Linked DNA regions of Mus musculus: region 2 is linked to region 1. A link is a contact called in public HiCAR-type data. All regions are on one chromosome and are shown on one strand. The core of a region is the stretch at or near the end of the contact, and the rest is flanking DNA. Distances in the headings are between cores, read along the strand shown. Region 1 has its middle 200 kb from the start of Zfp804a. Region 2 holds the start of Zfp804a (zinc finger protein 804A).

What was found. HiCAR-type assays count read pairs that join an accessible place to other places.
Region 2: a contact with region 1 is called in a HiCAR-type map of embryonic stem cells, with 2.5 times the contacts expected there. The contact joins the promoter of Zfp804a here to the enhancer-like site in region 1. A contact is called at or near these places in 1 of 39 promoter capture datasets (liver), 3 of 484 Hi-C or Micro-C datasets (embryonic stem cells, liver and myeloid progenitors) and 3 of 115 datasets of contacts at active chromatin or transcription factors (embryonic stem cells, neural progenitor cells and pancreatic cancer cells).

The regions. Positions count from the first base shown.
Region 1 is chr2:81,846,834-81,852,420 of GRCm38.p6, reverse strand. No RefSeq gene overlaps it. Among named protein-coding and RNA genes, the nearest start is that of Zfp804a, 200 kb to the left of the region's middle. Within about 2 kb of position 2,555, at least 18 of the 459 cell types and tissues checked have an H3K27ac peak or open chromatin away from gene starts, as enhancers often do. A contact at or near this core is called in embryonic stem cells, where this site is marked.
Region 2 is chr2:82,051,073-82,056,659 of GRCm38.p6, reverse strand. Zfp804a (zinc finger protein 804A) reads right to left here and starts at 3,002. Exons shown (of 4, transcript NM_175513.3): 1 at 2,759-3,002. The coding sequence starts at 2,869.

The DNA.
Region 1 (5,587 bases), core at 1,306-3,805:
TATTTTTGTATCAACGTTGTACTTTCTTAAAATTTACTATGTAGAGGATGGGCCTGGAAAGATAGTTCAGCAGTTAAGAGAGTATATTGCTCTTCCAGAGAATCAGAACTATCTAGCACTCAGGTACAGGAGATCATAATCACTTGTAATCCAGTGTCTGGCTGGAGGAGCCATCAACTACTTGAGCACTTGTATGCATGTGAACATATTCACTTACAAACACACAGAAAAACTCAGACACAGACACATACACACACAAAAGCCAAAAAATAATTTAAAAATAAGTATAAAATTTACTTTTTTCAACAGCAAATTTAACAAAATATATCTCATAATCAAATACTGAATTATTTTTATTACAATTTAAGCGATTCAGTTTAAATAGTAATAGTAGCATTTACTTCAGAATTATTCTGAATTTTTAAAAAAGGGTGGCTGTAACAGTAAATGTTTTAATAATTCAATAAAATGAAAGTTATTATTTTCTCAATAAGCTGTCATGGGCTTTTAATATATTTTAATTAACTATTCAAAAACACCAGTAAGCATATTGGTATAATGATTATACTTTATTTTACCATCTCAGGGTATCATTTAAATTATGATGTATAATTTGTATACACCTGGCTGTTCTAGGTTGTGCAAAGTTTATAAGTAAGGTTATGGAAAGTCTCTAAAAAGAAATTCAAATTGATGAAAGTGCTCACCTAGGGGAAAAAGTAGTTTTTCTTTTAGCAAAAGCGAGTGGTTTGATAGACAACTCCTTATTAATGTCAGCTAATTAAGCCTGTGCTCTGTTCACTGCTTGCAAGGGTGCAGCATTTCTCTTACCTCAAGTTGCTGAGATGGCACTGATCTTTATAGAGCTTCTCAGCACTAAGATTCTAGGGAAACTCTAAGAGCTTCCTTTTTGGGTGCCCCAGCCGAGAGCTCATGATTTTTGCATTTAGTGTGATCTGAAGGAAAGTCAGAATTGAACAATAGCAGGCTGGATTCATAAAGAAAGAAAATGTGTTTATTCTAAAGATTTAGTGTTAGCTGAGCATATAGGTTATAAAGCCTCCACACTTACACAAGACATAACCTCACAAAAAGACACTGCTCAGCCTCCCTTGGGTGACCCTGTTAGAGGGCTGCAATGCCATGAGGCCTCAATGTGCCCTAAGGGATGAGCTCTGGACTCTAAAGTTTATAGAATTGTTTTATTCGCATGACATGGTGCCTTGGCTAAATTGTATCCTCTGGCTTTCATTTTAATGAGTTTTTATATTTGTGGTTTGAAATACATATAAAAAGGAAGTTTCATTTTCTTGATTTGGTGTGATTTTGTCATGATAATGTCTCTTTAAAAAATACCTCCCTCGTTTACTCCTGTGTAAACAGTTTTATCAATTTGAATCTTTTTTTTAGAGTCTTCTCCAGATTTTTTATTTTTATAGCTATTTGACTTTTAAGGAAACTTCCCTTATCTTTTCATACTAATTCTTCACTGGGGGTGTAGATGAATATACATTGGAAGTGAAAATAAGGGAGCTATGCTAAACTTACACACAACTTGTCTAAAGTTTGTAGTCGATGTCATAGGCGCAACTGACCACTTATTAGCTGATTGACTAATAATTCAACAAAGAGGAATCTGTGTGAGGCATATAGCTCTCCCTATTTCCCTAAGTTTTACTTATATGATAAGATCTTTTTTTCTCCTACAATGATTGCCTCTTTAATAAATTTATTTTATTAAATTATTTTAATAAATGTTATTTATTTATTATTTATTAATTTATTTTATCCCATAGAAAGACTAAGGATTTATATAAACAGTGGGCATTTGGTGTAGTCACAACACAGGGACAAGGTAGACCTCAAATTCAAACTCTTTGATGATACCACACACCAAGGAAGAGATAACAATCACACAAGAAGATTTTACTGTGAAAGTAGGGAAAGCAACAAAAGTTTGAAATTGAAAAACATGGAAAGTTGCAAGGTTTGGCTTTTTGTAAAACTAGAGAAGAGCTACCATCGTTTGCTTTCTATCACTGAGATTAATAACTAACCAAAACCATGTTGGGAGGAGGCGGGTATTTTAGTTTACAGCTTATCATCCCTTGAAAAGAGAAGTCGGGTGGTCACTTAAGGCAGTAAACTGGAGGCACGAACTGAAGCAGGGGCCATAGAGAAATGTTGCTTAATGAATGTTGCTCCCCATTGCTTTTTTTCCTTTTTTTTTTTTTTCCTTCCAGAGCCTGGGAATGAACTCAGGGCCCTGAGCTTGCTAGGCAAGAGCTCTACCACTGAGCTAAGTCCCCAGCCCCTCAGCTTGCTCTTTAATGTGGCTCAGAAACACACCACTCACACTGGTCTATGTGCTCATGAATCAACCATTACTTAAAAAAAAAAAAAAAGGATTATTGTATACAGTTCAATCTAAGGGTGGCATTTTCTCAGCCGGGGTAGCAGTTTTTCCCGCCTCTAAAACTTGTGTCAATATGACAAACGGGAATCAGCACTATAGCTTCTCCACATGCCTAGCCTTGATGGAGCACTCAAACGGGAAAGTATCTATGCTTCCCATTCACCGCATTCAAGTAGGGAACAAAGCAGGTTTAAGTGGAAAGGGAAACCTGTAAGCCGTGAGACATAAAATGTGCAACAGAATCTTTGCTATAAGAGTTAATTCAGTTTTGTTGAAGAATACTTTACTTGGAAAGAATCAAATTCTAATAAACTACAGAGCAAGGGGGTTATTCATCCAAAGAAGAGATGAGTTGGAATATACCTTCTATTTAGTAAGCATACAATTTTAATGAGAAAATGGAAACTGTGCTTTTTAAAGGGTGGGGAACACCGTCATAGAAGCAGGGGAAGGGAGGATGGGATAGAGGGTTTCCAGAAAGGGGGTAGGGGGGACTGGGAAAGGGGACAATATTTGAAAGGTAAATAAAGAAATATCCAATTTTTAAAAAAGACTAAAAATAAAAGATAGTGAGATAAGACCTGAATGTTTAATAATAAATAGAAAAATAGGAATTTTGACTTTTTCATGTAAATAGATATATTCTACATCACTCATTGTTCTCTTTCAAACTCATGGCCTCTTTTCCATTATTTGCTACATGCATTTATACATACATTCATACACCACACACACACACACACACACACACACACACACACAAACACAAACACACATATATATGGAACATGAATGTATTTCTAAACATAATGTCTTCACTCAGGATAATGTTCCCTGGGTTGTTTTTAGGGCTGACCATTTGGTATTGTTTAAGCAGTCGGTGTGCTCCACCCTGGGGAAGATTCTTTCTCCCACTGAGCAGTCTTTGTTTGCATGGAGTTCTTTGTGTAGGGTTGAGGCCTTTTCTCCACTGACATTAGCATATCTATTGTTTTTCCCATTGTTCATCTCCTCATCAGGCAGTCAGGTTGAATAGATTTCCTAGGAACTATAGTAGGGTTCAAATAGAGTTGATTTAAAAATCGAGAAAAACAATACAGTTAAAACTCTGCGTGAATCTGGCAACACCTGTCAGCATGTGTCAGCCTTTTCTAAACGTCTTTTCCAATCTCAATAGAAATTGTCACCGAATTCAGACCTTATCATCTGTAAATGTAAGAACTTTACTGTTCTCCTTCTATACATTGAAGTGAATCATATTAACTCTTTTAACAATACAAACATTGATTGGGTGCTTGCTAACTGAAAAGTGAGTACATGATTCAAATCTAAATGATTTAAACTTGTATTTGTGAATTTGCTCAAATGCCATTTTTTTCCCAATAACAGACAATAAAGAGTCAGACAACAAACAATAAGTTTGCATATCATTGTTGAAAATTCAAAGTAGATAATTAGGGTTTCTGCTAAAATTGTTTTTAAAAGAATATTACTTATAAAACATAGTAAAATTGGCTGTGTAAAACAAAAATCTAAAAAATTTCCAAAGCACGACTTCTAAGAATACATATTGATATAAATTATTTATACAAAATTATAAAAGATATATACTGTAGAATAGTATTAGCTAATACAGTTCTTAGCTAGCTTATAAAAATAGTGCAAATGATGCAAACAAGAACCCAGAAGGAAGCTTCAAGGTGGCTGGGATTTTCACCCACCTTTACTTACATGTCATCACCCTCATGATCCTAGTTTTAGCACTAAGTGTTACACTATCAAGGAATCATTTTAAACTTATTCTGATATCTGATTTTTTTAAATTCATATCAGGTTGACTGTCATGTTTTATAATAAGTCTTAATAGGGTTCTCAATTTAAGATGACAGAATAAATATATATTATTAGTTACAATCTTCATGAAGTTAAAATAACAATTTCATAAGCATATACATATACAAACATTTACAATACAGAGTTCAGAAGTATTTTATTCTTATTCAGAAATAACACATAAGTTATAGAAATAATTGATGTTTTGATAAATGTGATATTACACATTTTCTTCTTATCTTATCTTTTATTTATTTCTAGCTTTTAATTAAATCAATTAACCAAATGTTAGAAACTTGGCTTTGATTTATACTTTAGCTTTTCTTTATATAGATATAATATTTATATTTATGACACATAATTATTATTCAGCACCATTATTTTCTAAGCATTATAAACCATTTAACATATTCTATGATTTAGGAATTAATTAGATATTCTCAATTTATGTTAATTGGCTAATCATATAGAAACTTTTTGTATATCAAATTGTAACTTATCTGTAATTTCTTACATTTCAATCAATGCTGTTTCTCTTTTGACTCACCAACTTATTTATACTTTTGAGACTTAATAGAGACTCACTTTTGAGTATATTTCCAAGACACATCAGCTAAGAAGGCCAAGTAGATGGTAGGGCTTCTTACCAGAATGGTTAATGGACTGACAATTGACTAAATAGACTTGCAAAAAGGCCAAGAACATGAATAAATGCAGCAGGGAAATGGGATTTTTTTTCCTGTTGTTGAAAACATGGTTTGGACAAAAGATTTGGTCCAGACTTAGTTTGGTTGGCTGCCATTCTGACACAGAAATGGTTTATCCTTTGCCATCCAAGTTCTCCAGACTGTCATCTACATTGTATTGTAAGAACAAATATATTCTAGATGCCTCATGGCAATAAGTCACCCATTCTTTGATTTGACAATTTTGGCTTAATTGAGCGAGCCAGATATCAGCTGCCTAAGGTGGTCTTTCCCTCAAACAGGGCTAGCAAATTGATGGGCAAAGAAAAGGATGATCATAAAATACATTTATTGTCTAAACAGGGCTCATTCAGCAGCAAAAATGGCATTCTTCATGCTTATTTATTTAGGAACAAATGCCTTCAATGCCTTGGGAAAGTTGTGAGTTATGATCTCTGTGATTTCAATGTAGCTTCCAGATTAGTTGATGCAAAACAAGCTGGCAACAGTTACAAGCAAGAAGAGATTATACAAGAATTCAATTTGCCCATTTCTTTTTTAGAGTTATCAAGAAATCCCAACACCAAAAGACACTGTCTTGCTTCTCAGGAGTAGGGATTCTGAGACTGACTTTAGTCTACGTCTTGTTTTT
Region 2 (5,587 bases), core at 1,753-4,252, 200 kb before region 1:
AGCAGCAAACCAATGACACTGGAATCTATATAAACCAGATGTATTGCAAGTAACTTTTTATTTGTAATAGCACACTACATTGAAAGCTCTATATGGTTAATTAATCTCAGGATTAAGTGTAAGTTATACAATTGCTTTCATTAAATCTGAAATTTGAAGAAATTAATAAATACACATTAATCAACTGGACATTGAAAATAACTTAATTTCTTGGGGAAAATTTAAATTTTTTCTGTGAATGGCTTTAGTTATATCTCCTTGAAATTAAACATGGACATCATTCTAATTTCTTAATCTTAGAGGAAAAGCCCTATATTAGAAATTAAACTATAAAGGAGTATAAACCGGTTTCCATTATTGATATATGAATGTAGGTTTTAAAATATTCTATACATTTAATTCAACTGCTTGTTAACTTAAAGACTAAAACATTAAAACAAACAACCTTGGATGTATCAATTTTAACTTGAAGATTTTCATCATATGGTATATGCCAATTTTAGGTTAATATTTATGCTTAATATTTCTTAAACTTGTGGATGAAGTGTTTTTAATTAAAAACTATAGCATATAATAAGGGCTCAAATAATTTTAGATCCTGACAAGAATACATCATTATATAAGTTGAACAAGTCTTTATTACTTAACATAATTCCTTATCAATATATCTAGACTCTCCAACTATACTTATGGGAGAGTATATATCTCATTTTTCTTACTGACAAAACTCATTAAAAAGTACTTAGAGCACATAAACATATATTCCCTATAAAGAAATTGTGTTAAATAGAGTTGATTACAATTGTGAATATTTAAATCATGAAATTCACACACACACACACAATAAATTCAAACAGGATAGCTTATAAAAGTCTGGAAAGGACTGACACGAACACCCCTACAAGTTTCAGTCATTACAGTCATGAGAAACCTTGTGAGCTTCATTTCATACTGTGTCTCTCCTGCTTCTTGTTCTGACATCTACATATATTTTGATTTATCCATCTCATTTAGGTGGCTGCTTTTAATGTGCCCATTTTAATCATGAGGTTACACCGGGAAAACTCATATTTAATCTGCCCTTTGTCAACATGAGGGAGGAAGGACTCATTAGCTTCAAATACACAGCAAATAAGTCACCACGAGCAAATCTGGTCCCTGGGAAGTCTAAGGAGACTGAAGAAGCACAATGAACAGCACTGTAACAAGTTCAGGGCTGGCAGATAACTGCTCATTTTTCTGTGAATTCTTGACTGTTTTAGCTCTGCACAATGGAAGTATCTCCCTTGTCTAGTTCTTTTGCTTACCCTTAAATTATATTTAGTTTAATGTATAATGTTGAAGAAAGGGCTGTTTAAAATATTAGCTGACCTCTCTGAGAGTCCAGACAGTTTCAATAATCCTTCTAGACTCTGCCTACCCTATAGTACTCAACTAATGATGTCTGGAGCATGGGTTCTCAGTGCAACAGAAAGAGCAAATAAACACATCCTGAACAATAAAGACATCAGGAGTACATCAAATGCACCCCATGGGTGTCTCAATCCACTTAAATCTTCAAATGAGAACTTTTCATCCTCAAAAAAATAGGGAATTATTTATTAATGCGTATATACTTTTAAACATATAAAGAATCTGGGGCTTTGAAAACTATATTCGCTTTGAGCTACGTGTGTCCTTGACTTACTCTACCTATCTTTTTCAGATAAATACTAGGAGAAATCTAGAGCAAAGTCTGCCAGTGGGCACAGACTTCAGAAAGTCTTCCACTTTTACCACCTGATTTGGGCTGGACTCTCAGTGCACATACTAAGAGAACTCCACGCTGCTGCTTTCTGCCTTTGGAGAAGTGGTTACTTCTCCTGACACCCTTGCTCATGAGAGTTGGTTCTGTAGGGAGGCTTTGCGTATGATGTGATGAGCCTTTGTGGATGATGGGAATTGGGTGGAAAGTAGAAGCTACTCCGTGCTCTCTCTATGCTCAGCACATCTTCCACTAATCAAGAGCGCTTTTCCTGCTGGGTGCTGAAGGACAAGCTGTGCTTGTCAGTGAGAATAGCTGTGTGGGTTTTGTTTTCTAACATGCTTCCTACTGTCTGTACTTGTGACACAGTGATCACCTTCCACCCATATCCCCAAACTCTAAAGTGTGACAAGCTGCAAGTAGTGGGCAGATGGGAATATTCTGCTTAGCTTCACACAGAAAACTTCTCAAGAGAAGTTTCCTGTCAGTCCTTCAGCGAAGAGCCAAGAGCCAAGAAACAAACTCATTCGGAGACCCTCACCCAATCCAGCCACTTCCCCTAAGCCACCAGCCACATGGCTCGCTGCTCCATCAGACACCCACACCTCCATTCACCTTTAAGCTGCCTAAACGGAAAGATGTCACAGGATCACTTGGGGTTAGTGATCCTTTCTATTTTTAGGAGGTCCTGTTGAAAGAAGAGGTTTATAATCTTCAGCACTGTGGAGTGTGGTGGACAGAGAGCTTCATGAAGTCTCAGGAAAACATTTAGGCAGAGCTTTCCTAAGATTCCTTCCCTTTTCTATACCCGATTCTCATCCCACGCCCATCAGATAAATAAATGAAATAAATGAATTCCTTGCAAACCAAACATCACTAAAGCTCCCAAATCCATCCGTCAACTCATCCCTCCGGATATGCCCTATTAGATGAGAGACAAATAGAAAGAGAGAGAGAGAGAGAGAGAGAGAGAGAGAGAGAGAGAGAGAGAGAGAGAGAGAGAGAATGAATTACCAGAGTTTTGTTCCCGTTCTTGCTGAGAGGGCCCCGGAAAACTCCCTTGATGTTGCGAAAGTGTCCGTTGCTGAGATGCGTGGAGCTGATGACAATGTAGTAACACTCCATGGGGCAGCCGCCGCCTCTCCTCCGCAGCCGCCGCTTCCACGCACCCGCACCCTCAGCCGCAGCCGGGGCCGGGAGGGTGGGCTGGGGATCGCGGCAGGGCGAGCGGCCGGCTGTGCGCTGGCGGCGGGCACGCGGGTTCCTTATGCCCGGCTGCGGTGCGCGCCCTGCCGCCTCCGCATGCCGGCCGCGCTCGCCTAGGCTCCGGCGCAGTGCTCGCCTGGAGATAGGAACCGGGACGTGGAGCCCCTGGGGAGGATGCAGCCACAAGGGGGGCCGGGCCGGGCGGGACCGGGCGGGAGCGGTCAGAGCCCGCGCGGTAGGGCGCAGCCGGGCAGCGGGAGCCGCCCGCGCGGCAGAGGCAGCGGTCGCAGCATCCCCCGCGCCGGGCGCCCGCACTCGCAGTCGCTGCCGCTGGCAGGCATGAGTGTTATTATAGTGCGCGGCGTTGCTGGTCCATCGCACTGAGCCAATGGCAGGGAGCCACTGGGCTGATACTGAGAGCTGTCAGAGGAGTACATCTGTCACCCGCCACCTCCCCCCCGCCTCCCCCGCCGCCGGGACCCACGGCCGCGCCAGCCTGGCCACGAGTGGGAGTGCGTCGCGACCGCCAGGGGCCGGGAGGCGACGGCCGGTTACAAGTGCGAGACTCCTGCGAGGTGCGGGCGGAGGTTGGGGGGTTGGGGAGCAACGCGACCGCAGCTTCTGCTCTGCGGGTTGGAGTGCGGGCGGGGGAGCAGGGGAAATAAATAAATTAATAATTTAGTACCCAAGCCATCCGCTTCCAATTGCAGCGAATCGGGGCAGGTGCCAGGTGCCTCTGGGTTTGGCTTAGGGGAGTCTGCGCTTTGATGCATCTTTTGTATGGAATACCCCGCACCCCCGCGCCCCCCAGTTACACATATCACAAATGCTATGTGCTAAGAGCTTGGGGGAGGGGATTTGTGGCGACGAGAGTGGAAGTAGGGAGAAGGGAGAAGCAGGGACTCCTGATGGATGTGCTCCCATTCCTGGCGCTCTCCCCTCATCCACCTCCCCTGGGAGCATCAGTTCTTCCTAAATTGCCAAAGCTGAGAGGAAAAGGATGCTTTGCGGCAAAAGAAGCCGCTGCCAGGAGCTCCCATGCCAGAGAGGTGCTGAACAAAAACAGAAGCCTTCGCCCTAGAAGCGACCTGAAAGGAAAAGCTGCACACAAACTCCTGCGCTTGTCACAGAAAGTAGGGAATCCGGTCTGCGGTCTTCAGCAGAGATTCCGGTTGGATTTTAAAGGGTCAAGGCAGCCATCAGCAAGGACTGCTTCTACCCTACCCCTTCCCAGGTGATCCACTGACCTGTGTAAGTTTAGCTCCTTTGAGGTGGTGGAGTGGGAGCACCACAGATACACACACCATAGATCTGCTACTACCATAGGACTCATTAGTCGGCACTTAAAAAGATCGATACCAGGCATGGGAGTCTGGGACATGGTGCCTTCAATGGATTTACTGAAGGCTTTATTTCCCTTTTGCTTTGAAAGGCTTAATTGGTTAAAGCAGATTCCAGACATTCTGATGCCCCCTATGACAGAGAAAACTGCAGTCCGATACAAGCTGTGTTTATCTTGTTTATCCGTGGGCCAAGACTAAAATACGGTCGAGTATGTGTGCCCTATATATAGAATTTTAGGTAACAATGACAGCCTCTTCCCCATAACCCATAATATGGTACTTAAATGAGTCTGACAGTTTGATTTCACTTCTTCAAAGAAGATAGAATGGGGGAGTCTTGCTAAAAGAGGTGGCAGTCATGTGAGTGAATTATAAATTATAGGGTATAGCGGGGGAGTGTTAGATTTATATAAAAAGAAATTTTCCATGTATCATGCTTCAATTAGAAAATACTTGATGCGTATTGATTAAACCTCATTATGAAGTGTCGGTTATTTTAGAAGAAGCAGACAAAATTTCTCTGATATCCACTTGGGGGAGTCTGGAAGTCTTGGGAGAAAGAGAAGTAGAAACTCAGAAAACTTGTGTGCTGTGGGGAGGAGGTCACCCAGAAATATGTAGAACTCAGAATGAACACAATTACGCTGGAAAAATAGTCAATATTGGAAGTTAAAGGAATTTCTGACTCTCTTCACTTGAGAATTGTTTATTATTTGTTTGTTTGTTTACCAGAGCATGTAGGCTTTCTCTGCAGGCATCACTTGAGAAGGACTGAAGACTCAACTATATATTTGAAGTTTTCAAAACATTATTAGAGAGGAAAATGTACTGAGTTCCATGAAGCAGAGCAAAGATATATCTTAGGAAAGTAAAGAGACACCCATAAAAGATTGAGCCATATGTATTTAATTTTTGTAAGTACATAACTCAAAATAACGTAAGCTAGGCTAGTTTGCAAATAATTTTTACACAGAATACTTCTGTTGTGATGGTCATATCTTTGTAGCCTAGAGCTCAATGTTTAGTTCAGAAAATGAGAAACAGCTACCTGAATTGTTCCAGGGAACACTGGACAGCAGTTGTGTCAAATGTCATATTGTTCTTTTAGAGGAAGCATGCACATGTTCATTATATGTTCACCTGTACATGCATATGTGTATAGTATGGTAATATAGACACGTGTATTTATATACCATGCACACACATATACATATACAGCCATATGTACATACTTACCTAAATAGTTATGCTGTCAATATTTTTCAGTTTGTTCACAAAATCTCAGATAATGCTG